5 separate regions of the Mus musculus genome follow, and regions 1, 3, 4 and 5 are each linked to region 2. A link is a contact called in public ChIA-PET and promoter capture Hi-C data. All regions are on one chromosome and are shown on one strand. Each heading gives the region's core, a stretch centred on a gene start, on an enhancer-like site or on the middle of the called end of the contact. The rest is flanking DNA. Distances are from core to core; before and after follow the strand shown.

Evidence for each region. Promoter capture Hi-C pulls out the DNA fragments that hold promoters and counts their contacts. ChIA-PET counts read pairs in DNA pulled down with a chosen protein or histone mark.
Region 1: a contact with region 2 is called in an RNA polymerase II ChIA-PET map of memory CD8 T cells, with 18 read pairs. The contact joins the promoter of Podnl1 here to the promoter of G430095P16Rik in region 2. A contact is called at or near these places in 2 of 39 promoter capture datasets (cranial neural crest and maxillary cranial neural crest) and 1 of 115 datasets of contacts at active chromatin or transcription factors (memory CD8 T cells).
Region 3: a promoter capture Hi-C map of maxillary cranial neural crest shows a contact between it and region 2. The contact joins the promoter of 4930432K21Rik here to the promoter of G430095P16Rik in region 2. A contact is called at or near these places in 3 of 39 promoter capture datasets (cranial neural crest, embryonic stem cells and maxillary cranial neural crest).
Region 4: a contact with region 2 is called in a promoter capture Hi-C map of pre-B cells. The contact joins the promoter of 4921524J17Rik here to the promoter of G430095P16Rik in region 2. A contact is called at or near these places in 2 of 39 promoter capture datasets (cranial neural crest and pre-B cells).
Region 5: a contact with region 2 is called in a promoter capture Hi-C map of stem cell-derived epiblast-like cells, with 2.8 times the contacts expected there. The contact joins the promoter of Rln3 here to the promoter of G430095P16Rik in region 2. A contact is called at or near these places in 2 of 39 promoter capture datasets (cranial neural crest and stem cell-derived epiblast-like cells).

Annotation. Positions count from the first base shown.
Region 1 is chr8:84,124,570-84,127,269 of GRCm38.p6, reverse strand. Podnl1 (podocan-like 1) reads right to left here and starts at 1,281. Exons shown (of 10, transcript NM_001013384.2): 1 at 1,169-1,281; 2 at 843-1,064; 3 at 1-42. The coding sequence starts at 1,171.
Region 2 is chr8:84,721,732-84,724,541 of GRCm38.p6, reverse strand. G430095P16Rik (RIKEN cDNA G430095P16 gene) reads right to left here and starts at 1,485. Exons shown (of 2, transcript NR_169084.1): 1 at 1,271-1,485. Nfix (nuclear factor I/X) reads left to right here. Exons shown (of 11, transcript NM_001371053.1): 7 at 692-814; 8 at 2,724-2,810.
Region 3 is chr8:84,146,660-84,149,392 of GRCm38.p6, reverse strand. 4930432K21Rik (RIKEN cDNA 4930432K21 gene) reads right to left here and starts at 1,355. Exons shown (of 9, transcript NM_029045.2): 1 at 995-1,355; 2 at 508-555. The coding sequence starts at 535. It overlaps Cc2d1a (coiled-coil and C2 domain containing 1A), which reads left to right and starts at 1,476. Exons shown (of 29, transcript NM_145970.2): 1 at 1,476-1,746. The coding sequence starts at 1,687.
Region 4 is chr8:85,431,548-85,434,247 of GRCm38.p6, reverse strand. 4921524J17Rik (RIKEN cDNA 4921524J17 gene) reads left to right here and starts at 1,407. Exons shown (of 4, transcript NM_025722.3): 1 at 1,407-1,589. The coding sequence starts at 1,524.
Region 5 is chr8:84,043,651-84,046,350 of GRCm38.p6, reverse strand. It overlaps Rln3 (relaxin 3), which reads left to right and starts at 1,372. Exons shown (of 2, transcript NM_173184.1): 1 at 1,372-1,581. The coding sequence starts at 1,395.

The DNA.
Region 1 (2,700 bases), core at 32-2,531, 600 kb after region 2:
GCGGGACAGCTCGTTGTAGGGGAGCTCCCGAAGCTGGTTGTTCTGTGGAATAAAGACAGTCACACCAAGGCCTGTCTCTTGCTCCTCAACTCAACCTGGAGGTGCAGCCCAGTGGCAGAACACTTGCTTAGCATCCACAAGGCAGGCCCTGGGTTCATCTCTAATATCTCCAGAGAGAACAGGAAGAGGAGGAGAAAAGAAGACATCCCATTCCGTGACCCCAAACAACCTTGAGGCTTGTGAGGCACTAAGCTCTTTACTGCACCACCCAGCAAACCACACGGTTACCCTGGGCCTGAAGCCACATGGGCTGCTGATTTTGAACCTGGTCTCTGACACTCCTCTAGCCTTCCCCAACACCCCATCCCCCAACAGAGGGCCTCACTCTGCAGTGAAGGATGGCCTCCTACTTGTGTCCTTAGTACTGGGGCCACTACAACAGACTCTGATCTCAGCCCCCAACACCCTTTTGCCCAAAACCATTCCAAAATACTCCTGTGACCTCCAACATCACAACTATTGACTAATTTTGTAGCCCTGGCTGTAAGTCTGTAGACCAGGCTGGCCTTGAACTCACAGAGATCTATCTGCCTTCCTCTGCATCCCCAGCGCTGGGATTAAAGGCGAATGCCACAACCATGCAGCTGAACTCAGTGTTTTGACCAAAACAACGTAAGTCCTAAGATTCTGACCCCAAACTCCACTCTCGGGACACACGATGCTTCTACCTCTGACATTGGCCTGGCTTAGCGGAACCAGAGCAAGGGCAGGTTCAGCTCTGCCATGTGGACCTCCCACATGAACCCTGCCCTATGCCTCCCTCTCAGATCCCCAGCCCTTACCTGCAAGGAGAGGTGCCTAGCAGCTCTGGTGATATTGTCTGGAAATATCCTCAGGTCCAGACCAGCACAGTCCACCGTGTCATCTCGGGGACAGGAGCAGCGCCAAGGACAGGGCCTCGGGAGGGGCTGTGAGCTGTCACCCAAGTGTGGGAAGGCAGGGTCCTCCGTGTGTGCTAACGACCACTTTAGCATCAGGAGCAGCAATAGCAGCTCTTGAGGCCTCTGGAGGAAAGCAAGGGGCCAGAAAGCCACCTGGTGAGGACCAGTGGGCAGAACCAGGCAGGGGATGGGCAGACCTGCCTTCAGACCCTCCCTGCCTAACTCACCATAGTCAGCCCTGCTGTGCCTCTCCCCAGCTTCTGTCCAGCACTCACGTCCTCCAGTGTCTGCTGTGACTACAATTGCCCTCCATCTCTCAGCACAGAGCGCGCACACACACACACATACACACACACACACACACACACACACACACACACACCCCGCGGGGCCTGAGAAGATGACTGTCCCTTTCCCCTCCCTGAAGAGGGCAGGCCGAGGGCTCATCTAGCCCATCCCTCATTCCCTGCCTGCTCCAATCACCCCAGCTCCACTTTCATAACCTCAGCCAGCCTGAGCCGAGCCACAGCCATGACGAATACTTGAGGAAAAGCTGAGAATCACCCTATCTGGTATTTGGTCTGACCACAGACAGGAATGGGGTGCCAGTGGATGGGGCAGGCGTTAGAGAGTCCCCAAGGAGATGAAGCCAGCCAGAAGGGCTCAAGGGAGGATTAGGCTTCTGTTCTCATGCCTGGCTGGCAGCCACTGCCCACTCCCCAGATAGTCATGGCTCTTGGAAGGAAATTAATGTAAGGGAGGCAGAGGCTGGTGGGTGTCCGTGAGAGCTGGGTGCTGGCCTGCCTGTCTGACCCTGGGCTATTTGCCTCAGCTTCCTTTTCCGCAACTGGTCATGGTTGTCTCACCTTCCAGGAACCTTGTAGAGTTCAGTAAGCTAATGCAACTGAGAGGACAGCATGTTGTAGGCACAGACCTGCAATCTCAGGGCTTAGGGAGACTGAGGCAGGAAGATACCGACGAAGCCAGTACTAGCTGCGTAAGAGCCTGTCTAAAAAACAAGCGACGTGTCAAATGTACATGAAAGAGGCCTCTTCCTCAAGGTCTGTCAACTCAAACACCTAGGGTGGGAGAGGTGGTTCAGTGGTTCAGAGCACTGGCTGCTCTCCCAAAGGACATGAGTTCAGTTCCCAGCGCTTATGGAATTGGGGATCCTGGGATTCAGGCAGGTAGCCCTGGCCTACAGGAAAGACAGCCAAGCTGGAGCGGAAGCCAGTCAGACAACAGGCACCAGTCAGACAGCAGGCATCAGTCAGACAGCAGGCACCAGTCAGACAGCAGGCACCAGTCAGACAGCAGGCACCAGTCAGACAGCAGGCACCAGTCAGACAGCAGGCACCAGTCAGACAGCAGGCACCAGTCAGACAGCAGGCACCAGTCAGACAGCAGGCACCAGTCAGACAGCAGGCACCAGTCAGACAGCAGGCACCAGTCAGACAGACAGCAGGCACCAGTCAGTCAGACAGCAGGCACCAGTCAGACAGCAGGCACCAGTCAGACAGCAGGCACCAGTCAGACAGCAGGCACCAGCAGACAGCAGGCACCAGTCAGACAGCAGGCACCAGTCAGACAGCAGGCACCAGTCAGACAGCAGGCACCAGTCAGACAGCAGGCACCAGTCAGACAGACAGCAGGCACCAGTCAGTCAGACAGCAGGCACCAGTCAGACAGCAGGCACCAGTCAGACAGCAGGCACCAGTCAGACAGCAGGCACCAGTCAGACAGCAGGCACCAGTCAGAC
Region 2 (2,810 bases), core at 236-2,735:
GACAGAGATGGTGTTGGCTTGCAATCTCTTGACTGTCAAAGGCAAAGCCCAGATGGGGGTCTTTTTGTACCCGTCTCTGGCTAATACCGCCCTTGCCTTTGGCAACAGGGCAGAGAAGAGCCCCACTCTCTGAGCCCTATGGCCAGGGCAGTCCTTGCCTCTAGTTGTTCCCAGGGTGCTCCCAGCTCTGGCTCCTGCCTTTGTTCTCCTTTTGCTGCTTTGGAGGGCTTCTAACCATGCTTTCCCTTTTCCTTTTCTCCAGAAAGAGAGTGCTGGTTTCTTCAGGCCAGGGTGTCTTGTCACAGCCCCCAGCCTGTGCGTCCCACCCTTGGCGCTCTGGCTCCTTTCATGGCTCTCCAGCAGGCATCTGTGGGCTCCTCGTGCATCCCTTCCTAGATGCCAGCCTTGTACCCATTTTAATTCCTTTATCGACCGTCAGGAGCAGGATGCTTTCCTCTGCCAGCCACCCTTGCCCAGCATATCCTCCCACATGTTACCAGGGGCCTCATTTTCCTCTCTGCAGAAGCAACTGTAGCCAGATTGCACCCCTGAGGTCAGGCCCCAGGAGGAGCAGAGCAGGGCCCGAGGTGGAGGAAGGGCTGCTGGGTGCTGAGAAGAGAAGGAGCGGGCTGCTTAGCTGGCTTCCTACCCCAGCCAGCTAAACCTGCGTGTTGCTGCTTCCTCCCCCCAGGCCCTGCTTCTCTAAAGAAGTCAGGAAAGCTGGACTTCTGCAGCGCCCTCTCCTCTCAGGGCAGTTCCCCACGCATGGCTTTCACCCACCACCCGCTGCCTGTGCTTGCTGGAGTCAGACCAGGTGAGAGATGGGGGCGGGGCTTAAGGGGACACTGCGGGAGGCAGCCACAGCAAGGGGCAGCTGGCCAGGAGCAACAGGGGGCCAGGGATCAATCTAAGTTATAGATCTGGGCTCCCCAAGTGGGTCGTGGCACAGCAGTGGGGTGGCATGGGATGGGCAGTGTAACTCTGAGAACCAGGCTGCCCACTCGGTTCCTAGAATCCCTCCCACATGCTAACTCTGGCTGTGTTAAGTCTGTGTTGGGTGCATGGTCTGCACATGCTCACTGGGAGCTGCATGCAGCCTCCCCCTCCCCCACCAGCAAGTAGTTGAGCCAAGTTGCTCTCCTGTGGATTAGAAAGAGTACTGCTCAGCAGTCCAGGTTCCTGGTGTCTGTCCTAGAGCAAACCGGCACCAAATCTGGGCCTCCCTGCTTTTCCCAGAAGTGAAGGGCTGGGCCAGAAGGACAAGGCTCACCATGAAAAGGACTGTCTTGCTGCTCTGAGGGCATCTTCAGGCCCTGAGAAGATGCTGGATCTTCCTGAGGGTGGGGCCAGGCAGGATACCCGGGAACCTGGCCCTCCTGCACGTGCTGCTTCCGCCTCAGCACCCATCTGGCAGCAAAGGCCTGGCTTTTGTTTGCACATGGCCCTGTATCTGCCATGCCTCTCTTCTCTTCTGTAGGACGCGACAGGGAGGTTTACCTCCCGGCTTCCTCCTTGGGGCCTCCTGGCTTAGAGCCCAGAGGCAGCCAGCACTGGGGCAGGGTGTGGTGGCCACAAGGTGGGGGCAGGGAGCCCAGGCCTTGTGCAGGCGGCAGGAGGGAGGCAGGCTCCACCCTGCTGCGCTCCATTTTTATGAACTCCAGAGAGAAGCCAAGTTTCCTCAGCCCCCTAATGAAACTGAGAGCAAGAGTGAGCTGATTGGAAACAGACAGGAAGGGGGAGAACTTGAGGAAGAGCTGAGGCCTGTACAGGGGTAGGAACTGTGAGTTCACAGCGGCAGGGCCAACACATGAGGGGGGCCTAAGCATCCACTTACACATTTGGAGTTGTGTGTGTGCCGGGTGCCGATCCTGCACAGGCAGGGTCTGCTTGTCCAGAGACCACGGGGCTGTGGTAATCTGGTGTCGGTCCTTTCAGGCAGGCTCACACCTAGGACGGGGCAAGTGAGGTGTTTGCCAAGGGTAAAAGAAGGAAAATGTCAAGGATACTAAAAAAACTCAACCGGCAATAAGTAACATATTAGTGTGTTGTTTCTAAACAGTAAAAACAGTTGCAAAGCATAGGGTGAGTCTAACACCTGAAATCCCAGCACACAGGAGGCTGAGGCAGGAGGATCAAGAATTGGAGGCCCTATGACTGTCTCAAAAACCAAACAAGAGCAAAACCTTATGAGAAGCAAGTAACATTGTAACAGTTTGCTGGGACTGAGGCGTGGTGGCAGAAAGCACACCCCAGTACTGCAAAGACAAAAGAAAATCAACCATCCGAAAACAAACAACAAGAAAGTGCCCAGCACGTGCCTGCGAGGGTCCAGAATTTAAGGTCATCAAGTTCAGCCCCGGCTACAAGATAGCAACAAACCAACCAGAAAAGCAACATCCTAACAATTTTAAATAGGCCAACCCAACCCTGCGCTGGTAGCTGGCTGTTCACCTGCCTCAGCTAACCCCCACGCCAGCTCCCGGCAAACAGTATTTATAAAAGCAAGCAGCTGGCCCTCAGGTACTAGCCTGCCAGTTTATTTTATTTTATTGCATTGATTTTTTTTTTAACTTAGATGACTGAGGCGTTTTGTGCCTGACACAGTGCTTCTGCCCCATCCTGCCTCTTCCTCAGGACCCTCAGCCCTTTTGCCAGCCGTTGTGTCTTGCTTTTCCACGTGGCTGTTCTCACACCCTTTCTCTCCCCTGCCTGTGTGCACACAGGGAGCCCCCGGGCCACGGCATCAGCGCTGCACTTCCCTTCCACGTCCATCATCCAGCAGTCGAGCCCGTATTTCACACACCCAACCA
Region 3 (2,733 bases), core at 106-2,605, 580 kb after region 2:
GCAGCACACCCACGAGCTGGACCCACCTACATCAATCATTAATCAAGAAAACACACTACACTCTTGGCTACAGGCAAATCTTTTGGAGGCATTTTCCCAATTGAGAGTCCCTTTTCCCAAATGACTTGGGTCAAACTGACATAAAACTAGTCGGCCCACATGGCAAGAATCCCCTCCTCCATCTCAAAAACATCATAAAAAGTTTAAAAAGGTCACCTTGGGTCTGAGATGTAGTTTCATGGTAGAGTGTTTTATCATGCAGGAAGCTCCATGTTCCATTCCTAGTACCTCAAATAAATATTTTAAAAGCCGATTTGAGGCCAGGTTGTGGTGAATCATACTTTTAATCCCAGCACTCTGGAAGCAGAGGCAGGTTTGTCTCTGAGTTTGAGGCCTGATCTACAGAGTTAGTTCTAGGACAGACAGCCAGGGATATACATAAACTCTGCCTGGAAATAAATTAAAAATAAAAATAAAATAAAAAGCCAATTTGAATAAACCAAATACCTGAGTTCCGCTGTTTCTTCTTATTCATTTTATCTTTCCCTGAGAAATCTGAAAACAACAAACAAACTCTCCAGCTGTTGCCAGCACTGTATGTCCCCATCTGTACCCTGTCTCCCTCCTCCACTGGGCCCATCTGGCAGCCTGATGAGGGGAGTCAGCTGGTCTTCAGCAGGACACTGGGTGGGGCGACAGGTCATAGCCACCTTGGACCATGGCCAGGTAGCCATTCACACCCTTTCCCTGTGTGAAGGAACGATCTCGTCCTCTTCACGGTATCTGCTGGAGTCTCTGGGTTGGAGACAACTACGTTTCTCCCCCACCCACACCCAAAGCTTAATTATCTGGGACATGGGGTACTTGGAAGCTTCAGAGAGGTCTCTGGAGACCCACCAAAGTCACACAAGACTTTAGGAGGGCTACCCCGCGTCAGGAGTGGCTTCCGGCCAATGTCTTCAGACTGTGGGACCCATGGCAAGCCAGAACCAACCTGGGCCACAGCAGTAATGGAAGTTGCTCTGTCCTTAGTCGGGACGAGGTCAACCTGGATCTGATGGGGAATAGGTCGCCTAGGTCACTGGCGTAACGTTCTGAGAAAATACCCACATAGGCAGTCACGGGGACCGCGTGGCAAACTGGCGGTGGGAGACAGGAAGGCCTGAGGCCTGACACTGTGGACTCGGCTCCTGAAGACCTGCGCCACAGACGGGAGAGCAGGAGCATCCACACCCACACCCACACCCGCACCCACTCCACCACAAAGCCTAACAGAACGATGTGCGGCGGTGTGGAGCCACAGACGTCACACTGCCGCGCCCTCACACCTGCAGCTCTCTCTCTTTTTCCCGCCCGTGAGGCCACGCCCCACGCACGCGTAGTACCGACTACACACCTTACGCATGCTCCGCCTTCTCTCTGCCCTACTTTATGCTAGGCGCATGCGCCTCCACGCTCTGACTGCCGGGAATTGTAGTTTAACTAGAGAGCCCACGAATCCAGCCGCCGCGCTCCTGAAGGCCAAGGCGGAAGCTGGGCGGCCCAAACTCGAGAATCCCGGGGGGCCGGGCGCGGAGGAGGGACTCAGGGCTCAGGAACAGCGCGAGCTCTGAGACTCGACTTCGGTGAAGAGGCAAGGCAAGGCAAAGGTGCAGGGGCTGGTAGTCCGGGCTTCGAGCCTGGAAGATGCACAAGAGGAATGGACCCCAGGCACCCCCGGGCCGAGGTGCTGTCACTGCCCGCCAGGTGAGTGTGTGCCCCTCTACCCACCGAGGGGTACCTGCCCACCCTTCCTCAGAGTCTCTCTCCACCCTTCCTCACACTCGCGGGGAGTGCCCCACCCCCAGAAAAGCCTGATCCTCGCCACCAGGTGAACCCTGGTCTCCGCCCCGCCCCCGAGGTGAGGTGTATGGCCTACTGGGTTGGGCCATCCAGCTTCTAGCTTCACACCCCAGATTCAGGGAACACCTGTTGCTGCAGCACTTCCAACCGGGAAGGGAAAGCAATCAGACCGGCTTTTCAGGCCTTTGCATTAACTGGGTCAGGCCACACTCTACACCCATTGTACAGATGAGGACACTAAGGATAAGGGAGGCGCAGAGATCTATCTAGTCAAGGTCACAAGGATGAAGCACCTGGCCAGACAGAAATGTCAGTCCAGAGGTGTACAGGAAAACCTACAAGACTGTGGCCCAGAGCCATACTCCCAGATTCAGGGCCTGTGGGAGTTTGATTTGTCCCATCTTTGAACCAGGGATCCCAGGGCTCTGTGCTCAGGTTCCCCCTGACCTAGGTACATTTGACTGAATGTATTTGTAGTTTGGAGCCTCAGTTTTTCCACCTGTGGAATGGAAGCCTAGAAGAGTCCTTAAAGGGCAGTTATAAAGACTTACTGAGACTATTTATGGAAAAATGCTAGAACAGAGGGAGTGTGGCCGCTGGATTCTTGGGCTCTCTGTGACTAATGGCTTCACTCAATAGGTGAAGCCATGCATAACTGCTAAGATTTGGCCAATTTGGACCTATAGAAAGGGTAATTTCATGTAACTCATCATATTTTGTTGGTCACTAGCCAAAGCAGAAGGGCAGGTCTATAAAAAAGACCCAGTTCTTCAACTTTGCCCCCACTGTTGTCATAGTCATCGTGGCTTTTATTTATTTATTTTTCTCCTTGCCATGCTGGGATGGAACCCAGCTTTGCACATACTAGGGTTAGGGTTAGCACTTTAATGA
Region 4 (2,700 bases), core at 158-2,657, 710 kb before region 2:
ATGCAGAGAGAGAGAGAGAGAGAGAGAGACTTTGAGAGACTTTGTTTACACAAAAGGCCTCTGTCTTGTTCCAGGAATTTAGTGGCATGGAACAGTAATTCCCTGCCCTCCACCCACATTCGTGTGTCAATTCTTTTCCAACTTGGCAATCAAACAGGACTGTGAGTTCTGACCCCAGCTGATACAGAAAAATCACTAACTCTAAGCCCACTTTCTTTCTTCCTGTGATCCATCTCCCTAGTGTGCCCTCTTTTCTTTCTTTTTTTCTTTTTTTTTAGATAGGGTTTCTCTGTATAGCTCTGGCTGTCCTGGAACTCACTTTGTAGACCATGCTGGCCTCGAACTCAGAAATCCGACTGCCTCTGCCTCCTGAGTGCTGGGATTAAAAGCGTGCAGACACCACACCGGGCTTAGTGTGCCCTCTTGAGAGAGTAAAGGTCGTGTGTGTGTCCAGGCAGTGAACATTACATTTCTCTTACTTGCAAGACCAGTAGCCCAAGATAATGCTGTCAGCTCCAGATGTCATCTGCTCCCTTTGATCCAAAGTGGCAGAAGTTTTGTGTCCCTTCAAGGCTGATCCTGGAGACTTCCTTAGGGGGTTATTTGGGATTGGGGAACCCTTGTGTTAAGGACTCTATTCACACACACACTTCTTTTAACTGACTTTACATTTTCACACGTTTAGATTTTTTTTTTTTGGACAGGTAGTGTCTTTGTCCTGAGATACCTTTCCTATAGTACAGAGTATGAGGAGTCTCTTTAACAATGGCAGATGCTCTGTGTGTTACCCCTCCCTTTTCTGCAACTTTATACCCAGCTCATGCTCCTTTCTTCATCAAACTACAGTTTAAAAATATCTCTCTGCTCTCTCACTGTAGATCTGAACAAGAGCAGTGAAAGCTGGGATGATAGGAGTGCACAGCATTTTGTTTCACTTTTCAAATAATTTGCTTTTAATTTTAAACTACTCAGTATCAGTGATACACAAGATGAAACCAGACCAACCTCTCCACCCCCTCCAAAAACAAAGCCTTGTAGACTGTTCCTTGAAGGCAGACATTTCTTATTCGGTGTGCTTAATAGTGGATCGTAGGCAATTATTTAATGAATAGTGAAGTTTATACCCCTGACGCTGGAAGCCTAGGGGTTTCATCGAGTGTCTATTATAATTTCTCTCGGATTAGCATTGCTGACATTTGCAGAGAGGTTTTCCGTTGCCAGTAACCATTTCAGGCTCTGGTTCTGGGGCCGACGAGGGGGCGTGCCCAGCACCAGGGCTCGGCCCACCTGTGCGTTGGTTGGTGGAGTCTCGTCGGAGCCACGCCCCCGAGCGGTCCACCGCCTTAGAGGGCGTGGCGATGGGACTTCCCTGGAAGGGCCGCGGCGCCCCCCTCCTCCAACCCGCACGCAGCCCCGCGCACGCGCACGCGCGCCTCCACGGCTGGGTCGCGGCTGGAGTGAGGACGCGCTGTGTGGAGCAGCGGAGGCACGGCGCTGCTTCCACCGCTGCTCAGGAGGGGAGCATGTCTGCAACTCGAGCCAAGAAAGTGAAGATGGCCACCAAATCGTGCCCCGAGTGCGACCAACAGGTGGGCTGGGCCGGCGCGAGCGGGCGGGGCGGGCAGGGCGGGTGGCCGTTGCTCGGCGGCGGTTGGCGGTGCGCGGCGGCCCGCGGGCGGCGGGGGCCTGGGAGCGGGGACCCGGCGCTGCCCCTTCTGGTCCCGGGCCGGCCCGCGGACCCCTGCCGCCCCGCATGGCTTTGTTCGCGGTTGGGGAGAGTGCGGTGCTGCTTCTCAGCTGTCGCTCCCCGCCACCTGGGTGGCAGCATAAAGCAGACAAAAGGACAGTAATGGTGCTAACTTTTTTGCAAATTTGTGGACTTCCGGAACGCCGCAAAAAAACCAACCAGTTTGATGTGTGGTTTCTAGTCCTTCCACTACGTTGTTAACGGAACACGGTTCGAATAAAGTCGGCGTTGAGGCTCTTCCTCTCTGCGTGTGCCCCGTCCCATTCGTGCTATTTACTGTTGTAAATTTGACATGTCTGCTTACAGATTTTTTTTTTAAATATGCGGATTCGTGAATTTGAAATCATTCATATTTAGACTGAACTCATGGAGTAATAGTCGTAATTTTTAAAAAAATCATTTTTCTTTTCCTACATTTAAGTACGCCTAATTATAGTGTGATGAACAAAAACTCATTCCATTAAAATCATCCTTAGGCCTTCATGCCGGCATGCAGATCTGGCTGTACTTCTTTTTCCTGAATCTTCCTAAAATGACTACCTCTCTCTCTTCCCCTCCCCCCTCCTTCTCTCTGGAGTAATTGGAAATGGGTGGAGACTTAAAATCTGATTTAAGTATATTATTTAGGGCGTGTCCTTGTAGGTTTATTAAAATCTTTAAACAAAAAAGTTACATGTTTTATTCAGTATGATTTATAGGCAATGTTTAAAAATGCTGATGATGGAAAGTTGTGCAAGTTTAGTCGATAGAGCATACCAGTCTGCAATATCAAAACAGTCATGTTTTCCAAAATGTAGAGTTACGTTCATTCTTTCCACCCAACTAAATTGTAGCAAACTTGCACTTTGTGATCAGTCTGTTGGCAGATTACTTTGATGTTTAAATAATTTTCAGTTAAGGCTTTTACAGTATGAATTATGCATTCTGTTTCTGTAGGGCACAAGTCCCTTGTT
Region 5 (2,700 bases), core at 123-2,622, 680 kb after region 2:
CATGCACACACAAAGACACATAAATAAATATACTTACATAATTCTAAAACAATAAACAAAATTGGACTTTTTTTTTTTCAAGACAGGGTTTCTCTGTGTAGCCCTGACTGTCCTGGAACTCACTCTGTAGACCAGGCTGGCCTCGAACTCAGAAATCCGCCTGTCTCTGCCTCCCAAGTGCTGGGATTAAAGGCGTGTGCCATCACCGCCCGGCTAAAATTGGACTTTTAAAGACAGGGTCTCTGCAGGGCGGTGGTGGCACACACCTATAAGCCCAGCACTTGGGAGGCAGAGGCAGGAGGACTTCTGAGTTCAAGACCAGCCTGGTCTACAAAGTGAATTCCAGGACAGCCAGGGCTATACAGAGAAACCCTGTCTCGAAAAAACAACAAAACAAAACAAAACAAAACAACAACAAAAAAACCCTGTCTCAAAAATACAACAACAAAAAAATAAATAAAAGAAAGGAAGGAAGAAAGAAAGAAAGAAAGAAAGAAAGGAAGGAAGGGAGAGAGAGAGAGAGAGAGAGAAAGAAAGAAAGAAAGAAAGAAAGAAAGAAAGAAAGAAAGGAAGGAAGGAAGGAAGGAAGGAAGGAAGGAAGGAAGGAAGGAAGGAAGGAAGGAAGGAAGAAAGTAAGTGTAACCCTGGCTGGCCTGGAACTCACTATGTAAACTAGACTGGCCGCAAACTCAGAGATCCACCTGTCTCTGCTCCTGAGTGCTGGGTGTATGCCATCATGCCTAGCAAGAATAAGATTTTTAAAAGCAAAATGTGATGTTTCACACCTGAAACCTCAACACTGGGAGGGGGAACTGTGATTAGGATGTAAAATAAACAAATACATTTATTTATTTATTTAAAAAAATTTTTTAAAATTGTTATTTATGTCTGTATATGTGCACATATGTATATGCATGTGCATGCGGGCTCCTGATGGGGGCATAGAATCCCCTGGAGCTGGAGTTACAGGCAATTGTGAGTTGCCTGCTTTGGGTAGTGGGCACCAAACTCAGGCCATCTGGAAGAGCAGAAATCCTTATCTACTGTGCCATCTCTCCAGATCAGAGGAGAGTTTGAGGATAGCCAGGTTAGGAGATTCTGTCTAAGAAGAAAGGAGAGGTGGTGGCTTTCTCCTATAATCCCAAAACTTAGTAGTAGACTGAAGCAGGAAACTTGCTCGGTGTGGAAGATGACAGAGAGCTGAGCCATGTCACCCTGTCTGCGTGAAAGGTTATCTCTTAGCAAGGAGATGGTAAAGGTCAGGTTGCCAACTGCCTCCCCTCTGCTCAGAAGATAACCCAGGTCAGCGGGCGGCGCTGGGAGCCAGCCTGTATAAATAGGGGATCGGAGGTGGTGCAGATAGAGCACCTGGGTCGCAGGCATCTCAGCTGATCATGGCAATGCTCGGGCTGCTGCTGCTGGCTTCCTGGGCTCTCCTCGGGGCTCTGGGGCTGCAGGCCGAGGCGAGGCCGGCGCCCTACGGGGTGAAGCTCTGCGGTCGGGAGTTCATCCGCGCGGTCATCTTCACTTGCGGAGGCTCACGATGGCGCCGGGCGGACATCTTGGCCCACGAATCTCTGGGTGAGTGCTAGGCAATCAACCTGGAACAGGTGTCCTGGTAAGCGCAAAGCCAAACAGGCTGCATGGGCCAGGCATGGTTAGTTCCAAACTCTTGGGAGGTGGTAACAGAAAAAACTCACATTTAAAGGCAGCCTGGGCTACAGGGTAGAATCCCTGCCTAGCCATGTGCAGTGAAACACCTCTGCCTGCCTTTAAGCTTCCTCGGGACCAGGATGGTACAATTGAGGTAGCTGGAAGCCAGGCATCTTGGGGTTAAAGGCAGGGGTGTGGAAATCAGAAAGCCATTAGGCTACCTTTTCCTGGCTGTGTGTAGCATGACACCACACAGAGGTGCCGCTGCCCCTAAGGTGCCTCCCTTTGGGTGAGGGCACATCAGGTTTTTTTATCCCAGTCTGCCGAGAGGGAGCGGGATGCTAGGCACAGGGCTTGATTTCGCCACCTTCTGGCCTCTCTAGCCCTTGCTACCTCCTGCAGAGACCATTCCTGGTGAAATGGTAGACCCAGTGGGTGAGACCTTGCAGAATTCTTTAACGGGGCAGACTGTTTAGTGTGGCTGGAGCAGCAGGAGGCCAATCAGGAGAGTGCAGCTCCTTAGAGGCGAGACAAAAGAGGCGACACAGTGGGCTTGGGAGACTGTGATTAGAATCCCAACACTCTGGGAAGCTGAGGCAGGATGGTCATGAACTCAAGGACAGCCTAAGACCCTGTCTCAAAAAAAAAAAAATCGCAAAACCAAAAAACGGAGTGGAGGAGGAGGAAGAAGATGATGATGAAAGAGAGATGTGTGGGTGGTGAATGATGGACAGACAGATGGATGCATGCGCAGGTTAGGAGTGTGCCTGCCTCAAAACAGTAGCTCTATGGCTAAATGGCTGTGTCCTCACACAAGCCTGATGAGGAGCCAGGGTCCCAATTAGTGAATAGTAAGTAGGTGGCAACAGCAGCAAACTCAGTAGCTGTCACTGAGAGGCTGGAAGAAGTGAATTCGGTAAAGCAAACAAGACGGTCAATAAATGATCAGTGTTCACTTGAGTGCTCCTCATGTATCCCATAGTATTGTGCTTTTGCGGGCATCCAGTCTGATACTCCTGACAAAGCCAAAAAAAAAAAAAGTAGAAG